Linked DNA regions of Gossypium hirsutum: region 1 is linked to region 2. Evidence: chromatin contacts called from public Hi-C data. All regions are on one chromosome and are shown on one strand. The core of a region is the stretch at or near the end of the contact, and the rest is flanking DNA. Distances in the headings are between cores, read along the strand shown. Region 1 holds the start of LOC107893151 (5-methyltetrahydropteroyltriglutamate--homocysteine methyltransferase). Region 2 holds the start of LOC107893144 (FH protein interacting protein FIP2).

Region 1 (3,971 bases), core at 1,214-3,713, 140 kb after region 2:
AAATTATATAATAATTTATATAATATTTTATTTTAAATCATTTTAAAATTTTAATATAACCACTTTTTTATTATATTTTCAATTTGTGTATTGTTTTAAGAATTGTTTTAATATTATTTTTTATTTGTTTTAATATTTGTTTTCATGTTTTTAAATGTATTTGATTTATTATATTTTAAATTTTTTATTTAATAAAATAAGCTAAAAAATTTTAATATGGGCCGGGCCAAGTCAAGTTCGGGCTCAGCAATTTTATTTTGGGCCAGACTTGGACAATTTTTAGGCCCATATTTTGAGCCTAGTTGGGTCTGAGCCTAGAAAATGGGCCTAAAATTTTGTTTGGGCCTGGCCTGGCCCATGATCAGTTCTAATCTTAGTGATTAGATCAAAATAAATGATTCTAAGCCTTAAATTTTGTAATTTATCTTACCTTATTAAAATAAAACCTAACAACACTTAATATTTCCGTTCTCTTTTTCTTTTCATGAGTAATTAAAGTCTTGGATGAAGAAATTTGGATACTTTTTACTTTAAAATTTAGTTTTTCTTGGAGAAAAAATGGAAAGGAAAACAAGAGATCAAGGCTATTAAGATTAATAAATTTGGGTATTAAGTTTTTGTTTATTTATTGAAAAACTACATGTTAAAAAGAAAAAAACGAAGGGAAAGATTGAGCATTATTGGTTTTATTTTAATAAAATAAGATAAATATAAAATCTAAAATTTAGAACCATTTATTTTGATTTAATAATTAAAATTATTTTGATTATTATAATTAGAGATATTTAAAATTTTAAGTTTAAGTTTCAACATGTATAATTATTATTTATATATATATTTATACTGAATTTAAATTTCATGTAAGTTTTATTTCTACATATATTCTAATTACTAATTAAAAAAATCTTATCCACATTTCATCAATCATTTAGTATACAGAAAGTAAAAGAAAAAAAAGAAAGGAAGTGTGAGCCCACGAGAATATGTGACTCCTATTTTTTATACACTTTAGAATAAAACCATTAAACAAAAAATGATTTTTATGTGGTATGGATTTTACTTAATCTATCAATTTAATAGATTTAATTAAATATTAAAATATAACAAGTATTTGATAATAAATATCTTTAATTTACTGAAACTGAATTTATTATAAAATTAAGAATAAAATTCCTTAAATTTTATAATATTTTATACAAAAAATATTTAAAGATTAAACTCGATATTCATATTAATAAAAGATTTAATAACACTTTTTTTAACACATGGCGTAATTCAATACAACATTTTGTTTTTATAATTGGAGGTGAGGAGTGGGGTTACTTAATATCAAACCTAAGCTTTTACGACTACAACATAATACTTTTGTTATTAGGTAAAGAGGTGAGTATATGGTCGGATTAAGTTAAACCAAATGAAAAATTTCAAGTTAGTCAAATTGACGAGTTTTATTTAATCATTCTAACTTGATTATAAACTTTTCTTAATCAAGTTAAATCGAATAAATTTGTTCAAGTTAAATTCAAAAAATTAAACCGACCATAAATCTTGCTGGTAATATTATTAAATTCCAACTTAAAGATCATGTATACCATACATATTTAAAAACTCTTTTAAAATAAATTAAGAGAAAAAAAAAGGATAATTAATATGATAAGCTTGATTTGACAATTTACTTGTTTAAGGCCTCAACATTATCATTTGGGATTTAAAAAAAATATAATTTAGCATTCTTACATATTTTTAAGATTTTTTAGTAATTTTATTTTTTAATATATATTTATAAAATTTTGGAAAAAATTATAAATATTTTAAATTTTTATAATTATTTTGAGATGAACTAATTTACTCATTTTCAAAACTATCAAGGTCACAAAAGATATTTACATCAAATTGATATTTAAATTGTAAAATTTACCTCGAATCAAATTTAAAAAATAAAATTACTTATTCCAGTTGATTTGAAAAAAAAACTCTATTTAATAAACTTAAAATTCAAAAAAACATTTTTTCAAATTAAATTAGATTTTGCTTACCGTTAACTCAAATGTGACTCTCATATTATTCTACTATATGTGCCCAACTTTTTGATTAAAATTTCAGCATTAACTAAAAATAAAGACAAATTATTAGGTTATTTTTAATAATGTTTGAATCAAATAGATTAGTTGAATTTTGGAAAAAAATAAAAAAATAAATTAATCTATGAGTTAGTACAAATTAATTGAATTAAACTTAAAATAAGTTGACTTCAAAATAGAATCAAAATTTATATGATTTTACCACTATACTCCAACTAAAAACTAAGCTGAAAAATGAAATAAAAAAAAATCCAAGTAAGACGAGAATACGTGTTTCGTTGAAAACAATCCCACGCGAAAATCAAGAAAGAGGCGCGCGTAGGCTTTAGTTTACATTTTCCATTTTCATGATAAAAAACTAAAAAAAGAAAATAAAAATCTGGGATTTTTTTGGGGCATTGAAATGGAGCGGCCACCATATTTTTGGCTATAAAAGGGCAGCACCTCCGCTCTCACAAATCGTGCCTCTTCTTCCTCTCTCTCTATATCTAAAGGGTTCTTTAGATTTTCTTACCAGTTCCTTCTATTAAGGTGCTGTTCGGCTCCTCTTTTAAGTCATGGCTGCTCTGTTATTATTCAATTTAATTAATTCTAATTAATCATTTAAACTTGCCAAAAATTTGAAGTTGAATCAAATTTTTTCCTTTAAAACATTTAAAGATTTGTGTCTCCCTATGCTGAGATCTACTGTCAATTGTCAGCTTTCCTACTTTCCCTGATGATTTTCTTTCTGGGTTTTCATTAATATGATTTGAACTTCCCATTTATTACTTGGGTTTTGTACAAAACATTACTAAAATTGGACTTTTGATTGAGATCTGCTGATGTGTGCCAGCATTTGAACTATACCCGTCGGTTTTCATTCTGGGTTTCCCTTGATATGGTTTAAAAATTCCATTTTCGAAAAAAAGAAAAAAGAAAAAAGTCTTGCTTAAATCTACTAGAAAGTATAAGCTTTGATCAGCCTCTTTTTTGCTGTCTATCCAACTTGGGTTTTTGGAATCATTAAAGAATTTGTCTATTTTTTTTGGTCAGATCTATTGGTTAGTTTTAGTATTTGATCTGTTTCCTCAGCGTATCTTTCTGTTTTGTCCGTCTTGAAAGCAATTCAATTAGATCCAATCTTTTTGTCATGGAAGTTATAGATCTAGAGACTGTTACCATTAGTTTCTTGCTATAGATCTAAAGCGAAGTAAGCTTTGGATCTATCAGTCCATGCTGCATTGCAGGTTTATCATGGATTTGAGCTTTGATTCTATTGAATTTTCAGTTCAGGGATATAGATAAGACATATAAATTTATAATCTTTTTAGATTTGAATTCTATATAATAAAGCTGAATTTGTCTGTTTATTTTAAATGATTCAGAAAATGGCCTCCCACATTGTTGGATATCCCCGTATGGGACCAAAGAGAGAGCTTAAGTTTGCTTTGGAATCCTTCTGGGATAAGAAGAGCAGTGCCGAGGATTTGCAAAAGGTTGCTGCTGATCTCAGGTCATCCATCTGGAAACAGATGTCTGATGCTGGGATCAAGTACATCCCCAGCAATGCTTTCTCTTACTATGACCAGGTGCTCGATGCCACATCCATGCTCGGAGCTGTTCCACCTAGATACGGCTGGAGTGGTGGTGAGATCGGATTTGACACTTACTTCTCCATGGCCAGAGGAAATGCCTCTGTCCCTGCAATGGAAATGACTAAGTGGTTTGACACCAACTAGTAAGTTGCCATCATTGGTCTTCATTACCTTATTGACTGATTGCCGAGTTTTATGATACTAAAACTTAAATTGTACTCTATTTATTGTTTCAGCCACTTCATTGTTCCTGAATTGGGACCTGATGTTAACTTCTCTTATGCATCTCACAAGGCAGTGGATGAGTACAAGG
Region 2 (4,044 bases), core at 1,045-3,544:
TTCGAGGCTTATGAGGATGGCCTTGAGGGAGGGGTCGATTAAGGGAGCAAAGGAAAAGAAAAGGGGCTCCGTCGGTTTCTCATTTACTGTTTGCTGATGTTAGTATATTGTTTGGAGAAGCTAGCGATAGGGGTGCACAAGTTTTGAAATCAATCTTAAGGGAATATGAAAGATGCTCGGGGCAATACCTCAATTACGATAGTAGCAACACTTCGGAAGAGTCTAGGTGAGTTGTTTCCAATATTCTTGGGGGTAGAAATTCAAATAATATGGAAAGATATCTTCGTTTGCCGAATGTTGTGGGGAAAAATAAAAAAAGTTTCTTTTCAGCTCTTAAAGGATCGCATGAGGTAATGGATTGAGAGTTGGAATGGGAGATTCCTTTCTCAAAGAGGTTAGGAAGTGTTTATTAAAGTTGTTTTACAAGCAATACCCACTTACACTATGGCCTGTTCTTTACTTCCAAAGTCTTTGTGTGTGGAATCAGATAGCATAATGAATCAATTTTGGTGGGAAAAAGGACAAGGGCGAAAATGGTTGGGAACAACTTTGCAATCTTAAGGAGAATGGGGGTATGAGATTCCGTAGTTTATCCAAATTTAATGTTGCGTTATTAGCTAAACAAGGTTGGTGTATTCTTAATTATCCAGATTCATTATTAATGAAAGTTCTAAAGGCTAAGTACATTCCAACTGAGTTAGGACAACTACCTTCATATATCTGGAAGAGTGTATGGGCAGCTAAAGGATTGCTAAAGACTGGGATTTGTTGGAGGGTGGGAACGGGCTAGAATATTTAAATTGCTGCTGATGCGTGGCTCCTTTGATCTGTAAGTTAAAAGGCAAAATCAATTAGGAATGACAGTGAACTCAATAAAGTGGTGGATCTTATTGATAAACAAAAGAGAGAATGGAAGTTTGACTTAATTTATTCTACCTTCTCTAGAGAAGAGGCAAATAGAATTGTGCGAATTCCCGTAGCAATGGAACCTCATACGGACTTCATGGTATGGAAGGGAGAGGCCTCTGGGGAATTCTCTGTGCGAAGTGCTTACAAATTTTTACATGGCTTTCTTCCTAATTATTTAAAGACTGAGGCTAATTTATTTTACAAAAATTTGTGGGATATTCATATTCCAGGGAAAATTAAAATCCTAATCTGGAAAATTTCTTGGAATTTTATTCATCATTTTGTTAATCTTCGGTGTAAGAGATTGCTATCGGTGGTAGTATGTCCCAAATGTGGAGTAACTGCTGAAAACATTAATTATATCTTCAGAGAATGCCCAATGACGCAAGAAGTTTGGATTAATTTGAATCTGGAATGGGTATTAACGGATTTGATTTTGTTACACTGGGAGAGACTTACCTGAGTGTTCAAGAATAGTTCCAGCATTCAATGTCGAGTATTTTGTTGCCCTTTGTGGGCGATCTGGAAGGACAAAAACAAAGGATTACACGAGGCAAAGAAAAGTACGGGCCCAGAAGTTGCTACATGGATAAACAGAGATATATTAAGGAACTGGAGGGGTGTGAGGTTCGGGATTTTACCACGAGGCACAAGTCTATGTGTTGGTGCCCACCAGTTGGTTCCATTGCCTCCAAGCAGTGGTTATGGGAAAACAGATAGGGTTCACATTAGTTATCATCGAATGAGACTCAGTATCAATAAAAAAAAGTAAATTAGATAAGACTGATAAATCGGTGATTGGGGGTATAATACAGAACATTCAGCAGCAAAAGTAATCTTTTCACCAAATAACCTTTCAACATACATACAGATCTACAAATCTTATGGCTCATAACTTAGCTAAAGAGGCAATGAAAGAAGATTTGCGAGCATACCTGATCAGAAGGGTCCCTGAGCAAGAAACATCGGAGGTGAATTTGTGGAGAAGAAGAGAACCTGACTGAGGGTTGTTCGATAGGTGGTATTTGCGTAGAAAGAAAAAAGGGAAAGTGGGATAGTTGATGGGTTTGGAAATCGCTTTTTTAGGGACTAGAATCGGTGCATTAATTACGGATATGCTAATTGGATTCTAGCTGTGATCAGACTGGAAGTTTATATTAATTTTCTGTTTAGTTTTTTTAATTTGTTTGTTTTGGTGCATGTTTTAAGTTTATTTAATATTATTAATTTAGACACGAATCAGTCTGTAAATTGTAGGGGTAAAAAAAGACTAGTTATTTATATATAAATCCAGGAGACCCAAATCCATAAAATCCGTTTTCAGAACCGGATCCTGGGACAGCTCTCACTATGACCCGAATCAAGATTCGACCCATGGGCCATGCTTGCCGACAAAACCAGTTAAATACCCAACGGAAGATCCATTTGACAAACTTAGGGAGCCCACGGCAATGGCAGCATTCCCCCAAACAATTGCTTGCTTGCTTGCTTGCCTGCTGCAACAAGTCATTTAATTTTGATGATTTTCATTTCATCTTTTCTGATGGAAGATTCCAATTTGCCTACGCTTGTTCGACTCAGCATCGGTAAAATTCTCTGCTTTTCAAGTAATCTCTACATAATCTTTCATCAATTCCCAGCCAGTTGCTTAATTTAGTAAAAAGTTAAAAGACTTTTCGATCGGTTCATTAATAAACAAGAAAACCCCAAAATTTTCTCTTAGCTCTTCAGCTTTGATTAATGGTTTAAGTTAAACACCTTTGTTTGATTTTCTGAATTGGGCATTTTCTGAATCAGGAACCTGATGTGCGTACATGTGAACTTGCTGCATTTGCTTTTCTGGGTGTCACTTATCTTTTAAGTTTTAGTTGTTTTTGATGTAAAAAGATTGTGGAGTTGAATTTTGTAACTAATTTAGTTTTAGTTTAAATTTAAAGCTATAGCTTCATTTGAATGAAAATTTGATGTGCAGGAGGGAAGAAATTTTGTACTACCATTGATACATTAACTCGGCGTGAGCCAGATTCTATGCTGGCTGCTGTGTTTAGCAGTCGACATACAGTGTATCAGGACTCTGAGAAGGTATATACTGTTCTTTTCCTTTGCGTACACATACCATTATTGTTATGTGGACTTACGAGTAATATTCTGCAGTTTCCTTTGCATTCTTAGGGGATGTATCTTTGTTTTCGTTGGGAAATGTGGCTGAAAAAGAAGTTCAGCCTTTTCTATTTGTTTCTGTTTGGTGCGATATACTTTTTCTAATTTCGGCATAAAGATTTCTGTTTACTTGAAGGATTTGATTTTCACCTTTGCAGTAGTTTAGATACAGGTGTTGTGTATGTTATATTTATCATGCATGATAGGCTTGAAGCTAGTTATATTATTTGTCTAACAAATTATTAAGAATCAGTAAATCGTGTTGTATTGTATTCGATTCACGTAATAACAGTTCATATCAGATTTCAGAAAATTTCAAGGTCTTGATGTTACTTTCACTTTCCAGAAAAGACATTGACCACAAAATGCAAGTGGTAATTATAGCTTTTTATTGACTAAACCTTACGTATTATTGCAGGCATTTGATTAGATCATGATAACATACTACTGATAGCACTGAACTTTTGGTTCTTGATAGTTATGTTTCTTTGAGTAGCAATGCAAACTTGTTTTGTTTTCCACCAGCACATTATTTATTTACAGTAAACCTCAAAAGGAGGATAAGGGAAATAAGATATATGTGCTTTTCATATCAATTTTTGTGAAGCGACTTTGTTTGAGTGCAGATAGTCATATTCCTCAATACTCTTGCAGGGATATGTCTTTGTTGACAGAGATGGAAAGCATTTCAGGCATATTCTAAACTGGTTAAGGGATGGCGTTGTACCGACATTGACAGATTCTGAATATTCAGAGCTTATACGAGAGGCAGAATATTACCAGCTACTCGTAAGTCATATTGTTATGGGAAACATCAACAGCTATTTGACAGAAACCAAGTTCTTAATTCATATATTTAATGTGCAATTCTAATAATTCTCAATGATTTAAGATCACTGCACTGTTGGGTCACTGAATGCCTTACCAAATACAGTGATCTATATAGATCACAATGGTTTATGCGTTGACCACCCC

The links. Hi-C and Micro-C count contacts between places; a contact is called where the count stands out from the background.
Region 1: a contact with region 2 is called in a Hi-C map of leaf, with 2.5 times the contacts expected there. The contact joins the promoter of LOC107893151 here to the promoter of LOC107893144 in region 2. A contact is called at or near these places in 9 of 34 Hi-C or Micro-C datasets (callus, hypocotyl and leaf).

Annotation. Positions count from the first base shown.
Region 1 is chrA13:102,072,883-102,076,853 of Gossypium_hirsutum_v2.1, forward strand. LOC107893151 (5-methyltetrahydropteroyltriglutamate--homocysteine methyltransferase) reads left to right here and starts at 2,464. Exons shown (of 12, transcript XM_016818075.2): 1 at 2,464-2,612; 2 at 3,449-3,801; 3 at 3,895-3,971. The coding sequence starts at 3,452.
Region 2 is chrA13:101,935,678-101,939,721 of Gossypium_hirsutum_v2.1, forward strand. It overlaps LOC107893144 (FH protein interacting protein FIP2), which reads left to right and starts at 2,295. Exons shown (of 11, transcript XR_001682738.2): 1 at 2,295-2,495; 2 at 2,882-2,991; 3 at 3,724-3,858. LOC107893146 (a long non-coding RNA gene) reads right to left here and starts at 2,093. Exons shown (of 5, transcript XR_001682741.2): 1 at 1,845-2,093; 2 at 1,551-1,598; 3 at 1,369-1,431; 4 at 937-1,250; 5 at 634-827.